3 separate regions of the Mus musculus genome follow, and all the other regions are linked to region 2. The links are chromatin contacts, called in public HiChIP or PLAC-seq and promoter capture Hi-C maps. All regions are on one chromosome and are shown on one strand. Each heading gives the region's core, a stretch centred on a gene start, on an enhancer-like site or on the middle of the called end of the contact. The rest is flanking DNA. Distances are from core to core; before and after follow the strand shown. Region 1 has its middle 6.7 kb from the start of Gm46758. Region 2 has its middle 61 kb from the start of Gm39912. Region 3 has its middle 15 kb from the start of Spred1.

Evidence for each region. Promoter capture Hi-C pulls out the DNA fragments that hold promoters and counts their contacts. HiChIP or PLAC-seq counts read pairs in DNA pulled down with a chosen protein or histone mark.
Region 1: a promoter capture Hi-C map of the HPC-7 cell line shows a contact between it and region 2. The contact joins two enhancer-like sites. A contact is called at or near these places in 2 of 39 promoter capture datasets (both in the HPC-7 cell line), 4 of 484 Hi-C or Micro-C datasets (the G1E-ER4 cell line, the HPC-7 cell line, embryonic stem cells and 1 more) and 4 of 115 datasets of contacts at active chromatin or transcription factors (the HPC-7 cell line, bone marrow-derived macrophages, embryonic stem cells and 1 more).
Region 3: a contact with region 2 is called in an H3K27ac HiChIP or PLAC-seq map of the HPC-7 cell line, with 9 times the contacts expected there. The contact joins two enhancer-like sites. A contact is called at or near these places in 3 of 39 promoter capture datasets (the HPC-7 cell line, embryonic stem cells and hematopoietic stem and progenitor cells), 2 of 15 datasets of contacts at CTCF or cohesin (the G1E-ER4 cell line and large pre-B cells), 28 of 484 Hi-C or Micro-C datasets (the AML12 cell line, ECoMG-derived neutrophils, the F1.1 cell line and 20 more), 17 of 115 datasets of contacts at active chromatin or transcription factors (the 230-238 cell line, CD8 T cells, the HPC-7 cell line and 11 more) and 1 of 9 other capture datasets (bone marrow-derived macrophages).

The regions. Positions count from the first base shown.
Region 1 is chr2:116,922,061-116,924,760 of GRCm38.p6, forward strand. No RefSeq gene overlaps it. Among named protein-coding and RNA genes, the nearest start is that of Gm46758, 6.7 kb to the left of the region's middle. Within about 2 kb of position 1,306, at least 35 of the 459 cell types and tissues checked have an H3K27ac peak or open chromatin away from gene starts, as enhancers often do. A contact at or near this core is called in the G1E-ER4 cell line, the HPC-7 cell line and bone marrow-derived macrophages, where this site is marked.
Region 2 is chr2:116,998,403-117,001,102 of GRCm38.p6, forward strand. No RefSeq gene overlaps it. Among named protein-coding and RNA genes, the nearest start is that of Gm39912, 61 kb to the right of the region's middle. Within about 2 kb of position 1,434, at least 40 of the 459 cell types and tissues checked have an H3K27ac peak or open chromatin away from gene starts, as enhancers often do. A contact at or near this core is called in the 230-238 cell line, CD8 T cells, the G1E-ER4 cell line and 3 more, where this site is marked.
Region 3 is chr2:117,104,395-117,107,248 of GRCm38.p6, forward strand. No RefSeq gene overlaps it. Among named protein-coding and RNA genes, the nearest start is that of Spred1, 15 kb to the right of the region's middle. Within about 2 kb of position 1,392, at least 68 of the 459 cell types and tissues checked have an H3K27ac peak or open chromatin away from gene starts, as enhancers often do. A contact at or near this core is called in the 230-238 cell line, CD8 T cells, the HPC-7 cell line and 2 more, where this site is marked.

The DNA of each region.
Region 1 (2,700 bases), core at 56-2,555, 76 kb before region 2:
GATGAAAAAACTAACAGATACAAAAAAAAAAATGTAGAAAGTATTGACATTACAAATGCAGAAAGAAGAGCTAACCAAGGGATAGTCTCAACTCAAGACCAAGGACCAGGACATTGCAAAGCCCAGCCACCAGGCAAACAACTGCCACTCAGAAAATTCCTGCCAATAGCCAAGATGCATAGCTACAGAGCAGCGTGTGAGAAATCAAGGGTATCTACTAATAAAGCAGAGACCAAGCAACGCAGTGAACAAGCAGGACATCTTTACAACACCATGTTCCAGCTTCCCAGAGGAAGAAATCCCTCGCTAACCATTATATAACAATTAACAACAGAAAACAGGGGCCCTTTTTAATCTGTAAATCTCCCTGCGGTTCTGTTTGTTCTGAGTACTAGGTTTCTTTTAAATAATATGCAAAATAGATGCAAAGAGAATCTGTGAAACCCAATTTGTGGGAAGACTTTCCCTGCCCCTGACAAAGTCCAAGCGATCATTGTATGGCGTGCAAACCTAAAACAATAGCCTCCCTATACATCTACTTTATCTGCTCTTTATTCCTCGGCTATGCTTCTGGTGTGAATGTAGGAAGAAACACAGCTGACTCCAGCCTCAGAAAACCAGAGTTTCGTTTTTTGATGACATTACTCATGTGAGCCATGGGTGATAGAAATGTCAATGGTGTCTCAATCTTCCAGTACAGGATACTAGACACCCATTTCCCAAATTGGTTTCAAATTGGTTTCTTCCCCTAAAGAGGAAACTTGCAGGTCTTCCAAGATAAGCCTGGTGGGTTAGTTGACACACGATTCTTCATCTTAGTGACTGCCCACTGACTCATGGGCACAGCATTTAAAATTAAAGTCAGACCTCAGAGGAAGCAAAGAGGACTCCGTGTGTGTGTGTGTGGGGGGGTAATGTCCAGCTCTTCCTCCCCACGGAAGTCAGTCAAGAATGAGGGGGAACTAGACAGACAGGCATGCCAAAGGCTGTGGAGAGATACAGTTCACCAGGTGGCCCCATCTGCTCAGTGGCAGATAGGAGACAGGACAAGTCTTCACAGAACAATAAGAGATATAAGAAAGCTCTAAATTCAAAAGTCTGAGTGTAAGGGCCATTAAATATAGAAAGGGATGACTAAGAAAGACAGAATGATCCTGGGCACATTCCCAAAATAGAAGTGGTATTCAGCAGGCTGGAACTGCGAGGTTGTTACCTGGCTAAAGAAACATCAGGGGAAACATCTAGTGTAAGCTTTTGTCTACAAGGTGGGTCAGACAAATTGTAACTATTTCACAAGCTCTGTCTGAGTACCGCTTCAACTTCTGGCACTTCCTCTCACTCCTCCAGTCCCCAGGACACAGACGCACTTGTTACATTGTTGCCGTATTTTTATTCTGATTACTTAGGGATGCTTCCTGGAACAGGGTGTCTAGAGAAGCATTAAGCAAGCAGAGTGGAACTCTGCCTCTTCTTTTTCCATTCTAAAAATTATGCCCTGGAGACATAGAGTACTCAACAGCTAACAATTCCATACCTGAACTGCAGTGCAGTCTATCTTTGTAGAAATCATATTGATAAACAGGATATCTGCCTGAACAAGGGAACTGGAGAGCGCTGGCCACATTACATAATGGTCCCAAATCCCAGATTTCTGGATTAGTGCTCTAATACTACATAACAGATTGCCACAAACTGAGGCTCACAAATCACCCTATACTCATTATGTCTGTTTTCATGGGCAGGCTTAGTGGAGACTTCTTCGGGGCTCACAGCCAAGGCATCATCTGGTCTGTCCTCTCATCAAAGGATCCACTAGGGAAGATCTACTTTCCAACTTCACTCCCACTGTTGACAGAATTCATTTTCTTACAGTTGTTTGACTATAGCTATCCTCAGATCAGCTGCCTGCAGCTCTTCAGCACATGGGGCTCTCTCTTCCGATGGTAACCAGGCTTTATCATACTCAGACTCCAAGATCAGTGGTAACTGGGTGCCTTTGAGGTGGAATGGCCATACGACAAGTGAGTTTCCCTAATATAACTGCACATATCATAAAAGGAGAGGATCTGGTGTGCTAAAGTGTAATCTTAGGAAATGTCCCAATTACCAAGGAATTACCAAGGTGACATTTCATTTACATTTGATATACGACTCATTAGAAGCAAGTTATAGGCTCGAGCGCTGGTAGCCCAATATCTCAAGTTCTTCAAGGCACAGCTGTGCTTCAGCATCCACCCCATGTCCTGTGCTACCAAGATGCTCAAGTGGAAAGCCAGCTCCAACGAAGACAAAGAGGCAGTGAGTGCGGAGCTCGAGACAGCAGCATCGTTGCCTGCAACAGCCTCTTATACCTGTTCCCACAAACGTAGAGAAGAAGATGCCTATTCAGCTCATAGGCGTGGTGATTGGGTAGTCACACCACACACCACAGTGTGATGTGTGCCTCGCATAACCACCTTACACTGCCAACACATTACCCTTCTGGTGTGAAACCCTTCTGGCATGAAAAGTAGAAAAGAGACTCCCCTAAAAGGCATCAGGAAAAGATAAGATCTTCAGACCAAAAAGAAAGGGAAGGGAGGAGGGGAAGTAGTTTCCCAAGAAACTGAAGAGCATCTACCTGCAAAAAGATGAAAACATTTCCAACATGAGGGGGTGGTGCAGCCTCTGGTGAAGCAGAGAAAGAACCGAAGTCTGATT
Region 2 (2,700 bases), core at 184-2,683:
CATGCACTGATAGATCACAAATATTAAACACACAAAAAAGAAAAACTAATAGCCAATTTGAATCTCTCTCTCTTTCCCTTACCTTATCCCTCCATTCTCTGGATAGATCTCATTCTCAGGCAATATATATATATATATATATATATATATATATATATATATATATATATACCTAGTCCAAGAATTGCTTAAGGAAAGAATTTCAGTTCTGAAAAAAATGTGACATAAGTTTAAATCTAAAATGAATGAGATTTCACTATAAATATGCCATTCATTCCACAATCTCAGCTCAGGACCAGACCTGTCTGGTATGCTATGGTGCCATCTTTCAGCATGAGCTGAAGCAAGACAGAATTTTAATAGTTTGAAGAAAAATGGAAACTGGGAGGAAGTAGGGGATTGGGAGGAGCAATGATCAGAAATATTTGTCTTAAAGTTTTCTTTTCTTTTCTCTTTTTTAAAGGAGAAGAAAAGAAAGACAATGGGAACTGTCCCCAAAGTTGCTCATGTTGAAAGCTTGGAGAGTCTAGGAAGATGATGAGTCAGAGGCCACGTGAACTCTCAGTAGCTCAGAGGGAGACTGGTGCTGCTGTTATCATTGCCACCCTCCCCACAAGCCCACCACACTGAGTCTGACTCAAAGCAGCATGAACATCCTGTTTCCCAGAGATAAGGTCTGGGACAACCCTACCATGGTCAAGGTTGGAGTGTGAAAGTGAGTCTGTCCTTCAGCATAGTCTCTCATTTTTGCTCAGCTTTTCCTGTGTGACAGCAGCAGTGATGGTCCCCATGGCCCCAGGCATGACAGAGCTAAAGCATAGTTTTGAACCTGATTTTGCCAAAGACACTGGAAGTAGAGGAAATCCATCCTCTGCCTCCAGACATCAGCCAAGACAGACTAAACTCCAGTTGCCTTTTTATTCCATTTTATGCACACATTTGCCTGCCTATCTGTCTGTCCCTTTCCCCAATCTCTGTCTGTGTGTACATGTGTGTGTGTACACAAGTGTGTACTCTATATTGTCATTTGTTTTCATTTTTAGTTTTTTAACTAAAAATTTAAATTTCATTTAAAAAAAATGTGTATGTATCACCTTAGTTTGATTTCTTCTGCTGTGGTAAACTATTACCAAAAGTGACTTGAGGAGGAAAGGGTGCGTTTGGCTTGCAGGGCGCAGTCCATCATCAGGGGAAGCCAATGCAGGAGGTCCAGCGGAACTTGGAGGCAGCAACTGAGGCAGAGATCGTGGAGACACACTGCTTGCTCAACATGGCTTTCTTATACCATCCAAGATCAACGGCTCAGCTGGCACCGCCCATAATGGTCTGGGCCTCCCACATCAATCATTAATCAAGAAAATGCCCTACACATTTGCATACATGCCAATCTTGAAGGAGGCTCTTTCTCAGTTGTGGTTCCTCTTCCCAGATGACTATCGTGTGTCAAGTTGACAAAACACTAGCCAACCCAGGAATGAATCAACTGGGAAGCTGATTAGCACTTAAAGTCTAACCACAAAGCAAACCAGGCAGTCTTCTGCCTCACCCAGCACAAAAGCAATCACTTTCCAGTCTTCAACTATTTATTCTACTTTTACTTTATATTTCTAGAACTTTATATTTCTAGAGAATTCTCTTGGCTGTTACTTTCTGAGATTTCCTCCTATGTGTTTGACCTGTTACATTTCTTTTAAAGAAGACAAAAGTGAAATGTCTTACATCAAACTCTTGACAGACACGTGCATATATACAACGTACACACAAGCACATACACACACATACATACAGGCAGACACACACACACTGTTCTTCCAGTATTGACTACCTATTCAATTAACCTTAGAATTTAATTAGCATGATTCGTAAATATCATTCACAGGCAAAAAAAAAAAATCATCTCACTTTGACTTCACTTCCCTTGTGTAAGACCTTTATTCTTACTGGTTAATAATGACCACTCTTCTGGTTTTCTATGTCCCCGTCACTAGCTTACCCCAGCTGTCGATTAACCAAACAAGTCAAAACATACATAAGTGCATCCCGTCCTTAGATCAGTCGAGCAGAGAGAGATGAATGCTGGCGACGGGCTCCATTTCTCTTTTATCTTCAGTCCAGAGCCCCAGCATGCAGATATTGCTGCCCACAATTAGAGTATGTCTTCCCCTCTCAATTAACTCACCTAGAAACTGCCTCATTGCTAAGACCAGAGGCTTGTCTCCAGGGGATTCTACATCCTTCTCCGTTTTTTATTTCCTATCTTCTTTGGGAACTAGTTTTGGTTGAGGCTGGGATCTCTTAGACAGCTCCTCTGTTTTACGTTTTCTTCCCAGGAAAGTTTCTCCAACTTTATACTCTGATACTTGGACATTTGTCCTTTGCATGGTTTCTGACATGGAGTGTTTTATTACTTTTCTAGGCATATTGGCTCCTGAACTTCCTACTTGTTCTGTTGTTCCTTTTGTTTCTTTTCTTCTCTTGGGTTTTGTTGGTGGTGCTGTTGGTTGTTCCCAGATCTTTGCTTGGCATTGTGGCTTGAGTATAGAATGATGCCCACTGACTTGTGGTCTGAGTTCTTGTTCTCTGTCACTACTGTGGGGACAGCGAGCCTTTAAGTGGTAGGGCTAGCAGGTGAAAGTACATGACTAGGGGTGAGCATTTGACAGCTCTAGCCCAACTCCCCAGTGCAGGCTTCCTCTCAAC
Region 3 (2,854 bases), core at 142-2,641, 110 kb after region 2:
TCTAGTCTAATTTGAGGGTAATAATTATTCCTCTCACAGTTTCAATAGAAGAAAACTTCTTCCTTTTGCTATTGTTATCTTAACATCTGCTCTGTTTCATTTTAATCCATGGCTTTATACAGAGACATCCAAATAATATCATTCACAAAATACTCTCCAAAGAATTCCATGGCTAAAGAGAGGAAATGCTGGCAGGGAGCTGCACCCAAATTCATTGGCTCAGGCTATTATACTACTTCTATTTTGCATTAATTTTTAAAACGAGTGGTCCAAATTTAGGCCAGGCAGGAAGGATTTGAAAGAAAAAAACCCCAGAAAATAGATAGAAAGAAAAGCTCTATGAGTCCCTTAATCTTTGTTTTGAGACAAATTCCCATACAATCAGAGTGAGCCTAGTACCACTGTCTCTCAGAAGGTGTAGTTCCATCCTTGATGCTGCTGATGTCATCAGGCAGATAATTTGCTGCTGCAGTGAGGGGCTGTCTTTAGGAGTGTCTCTGGACTCTTCTCACTAGATGCCAGTGACATTCCCTCCCACCCACCCCCTGAACAACTAAAAATATTTCCAGACAACATCAAATGTCCTCTCTCTCTCTCTCTCTCTCTCTCTCTCTGTGTGTGTGTGTGTGTGTGTGTGTGTGTGTGTGTATGTGTGTGTGTATGTGTGTGGTGGGGGCTGGCAGAAAGAAACTGCTTCCAGCTGAGTGCCACTTGGATGAAGTAGTTTTCTATTTTCTTTTCTATTGTGATAAGTGGGTCCAATGAATGAGTTAGACTCTTTCAGAATGTTTTTAAGTATAAACTTCCAATTATTTAGGAAGCTTGTATTAGACCTATAGCGCCTGTGAGGTGTAAGTGTAAACCCTCCTTTGGAAGAGTTCAGGTCTTGGCATTTCTGTGGACTGTAGCATGGGGGAGGTGCGACACTTGCTCTTTCTCTTGCCTCTCAGCATCTACTGTCTTCTCCCTTCTGGTTTCCTCCTTGGCCCTCACTTTTCTCTTTTCTCTGTCTGTGCCCTTGTCATGGTTTCTTTCCCCTCTGACACTGCTTTAGTTACACTCTGGCCATGAAGACCTAGCTCTGTGGTTACAAAGCCAGATGGCCTGACTTTGAAGCAGAGCTTTGCGACTTTCTTGTGAAACCTCCTCGAGCTTATTTAACCTCCATCTGCTTTCGTTTCCTTCCCACTGAAATGAGGGCGATACCAAGAGTCTCTCTCTGTGGTGGGATGAACATGAACAGAGATGAAGCAAATGAGACTGGGCAGGAGGCGAGCGGCCAACAGCATTGGGTATTACAGGGTCTTCCTTTCCACCAGCATAGATTATGTGGCACACTTTCAGAGTCCAGCAACGCCCACCTGCATCTCTCTGGAGAATTATTGTTCATTACTGCTTCAGGAAAGAAGAAGTGGGTACAAGCTTTTAGGAGCTGACTAAACTGCTCTGTGCTGGGACAACATTACAACAAATGTACTGGGGTTAGTTTATTATAAGCTAAGGATACAGCTCAGGAAACTGAGGCAAAGAAATACATAAGAAGAGGGTAAATAATAGAGCTCTCTGAAGAAGAAACATGAACGACATTAAAGCTGGTAATTAGGGAAGTACAAAAACAAAACCAGCAATAGAGTATTTGGGTAGGGCGTTACAATTAATAAAAATTAAGAAATATCATTATCCTTCCTTATGTGGGTGAATATAAAGAAAATGGTACTGTCATTTGTTACTAGTGAGAAAATAATTGTTTAAAAAAAGACATACTTTAGAGGGAGGATCTTTAAAATGTTTATTCTCAAGTCAGCTGTAGTATTTTACATTCAGGAGGCTGAGGCAGATAGACTCTGGAGTTCAAAGCCATGGGCTACAGAGAAGGCAAGACCCTGTCACAAAAATACAGTAAGTCAGCAAACAAATGAACAAATTCTTCCTTTTAACTTAAGAATGCCACTAATGTAAAGTTTCCTGAGAGAAATCTTTACTTTTAAGTATAAATATACTTAAAGATAAGTTTACAGGGTGTTCACCAAAGCGCTATTTCTGACAGGAAAAGATGAACACAGTAATAAGCAAAGATTGATGTAGAAACAGATCAATAAACAGATGCAGGTAATGTCCTGTATACCCAAACAACAAACTACCATGTGACTGTTTCAAAGAATAAACACTGCTATAAAGCATGCATGAGGCATGGTGTCATTGTGGCATACGCAAACCCATGTTTACTGCCTGCACATTTAGGTATACAGCAGAGGGTCTGAATTCATATGTTCTCAATTACCAACAGTAGTCCCTTGTAGACATGGAGACTTGGTGCCCTCTGACTGCAGAAATTTATGACAGAGTTCCTAGTGCTTATAAAGAACACTTGATCTAATTTAAAAAGCAATTTAGTATCATTTTCTTTGCTCCCTGGGACTCCTGGGAGTGCTGTGTATAACTTGGTTTCTTTTTCCTGTTTCTGTGAGAAATGACTCTGACAAAAGCAACTTAAGGGAGAAAGGGTTTCTTTTCCCTCACAGTTTCAGGATCCAGCTTATCATGGCCAGCAAGTCCTAGCAGTCGGAGGTTGAGGCTCCTGGTTCCGTCACATCTGTACTTTGCAAGCAGAGAGATGGTGAATACTTGCGATCGGTTCATTTTCTTGTTTTGTACAGTTCAGGGTCCCAGCCCAGGGCATGGTGGGCAGCCCTTCTCATTTCAACTAATCTAAGCAAGATGATCCCTCACTATGTGCCAACGGCTTCTCCCCTAAGTGAGTCTAGTCTTACCAAGTGGACAGTTAACCCTAACCATTACAGGATGGAAAGCTCAGGAAAATGTTCAAGTCCGATGGGGCTCAGTTGAGGTGACC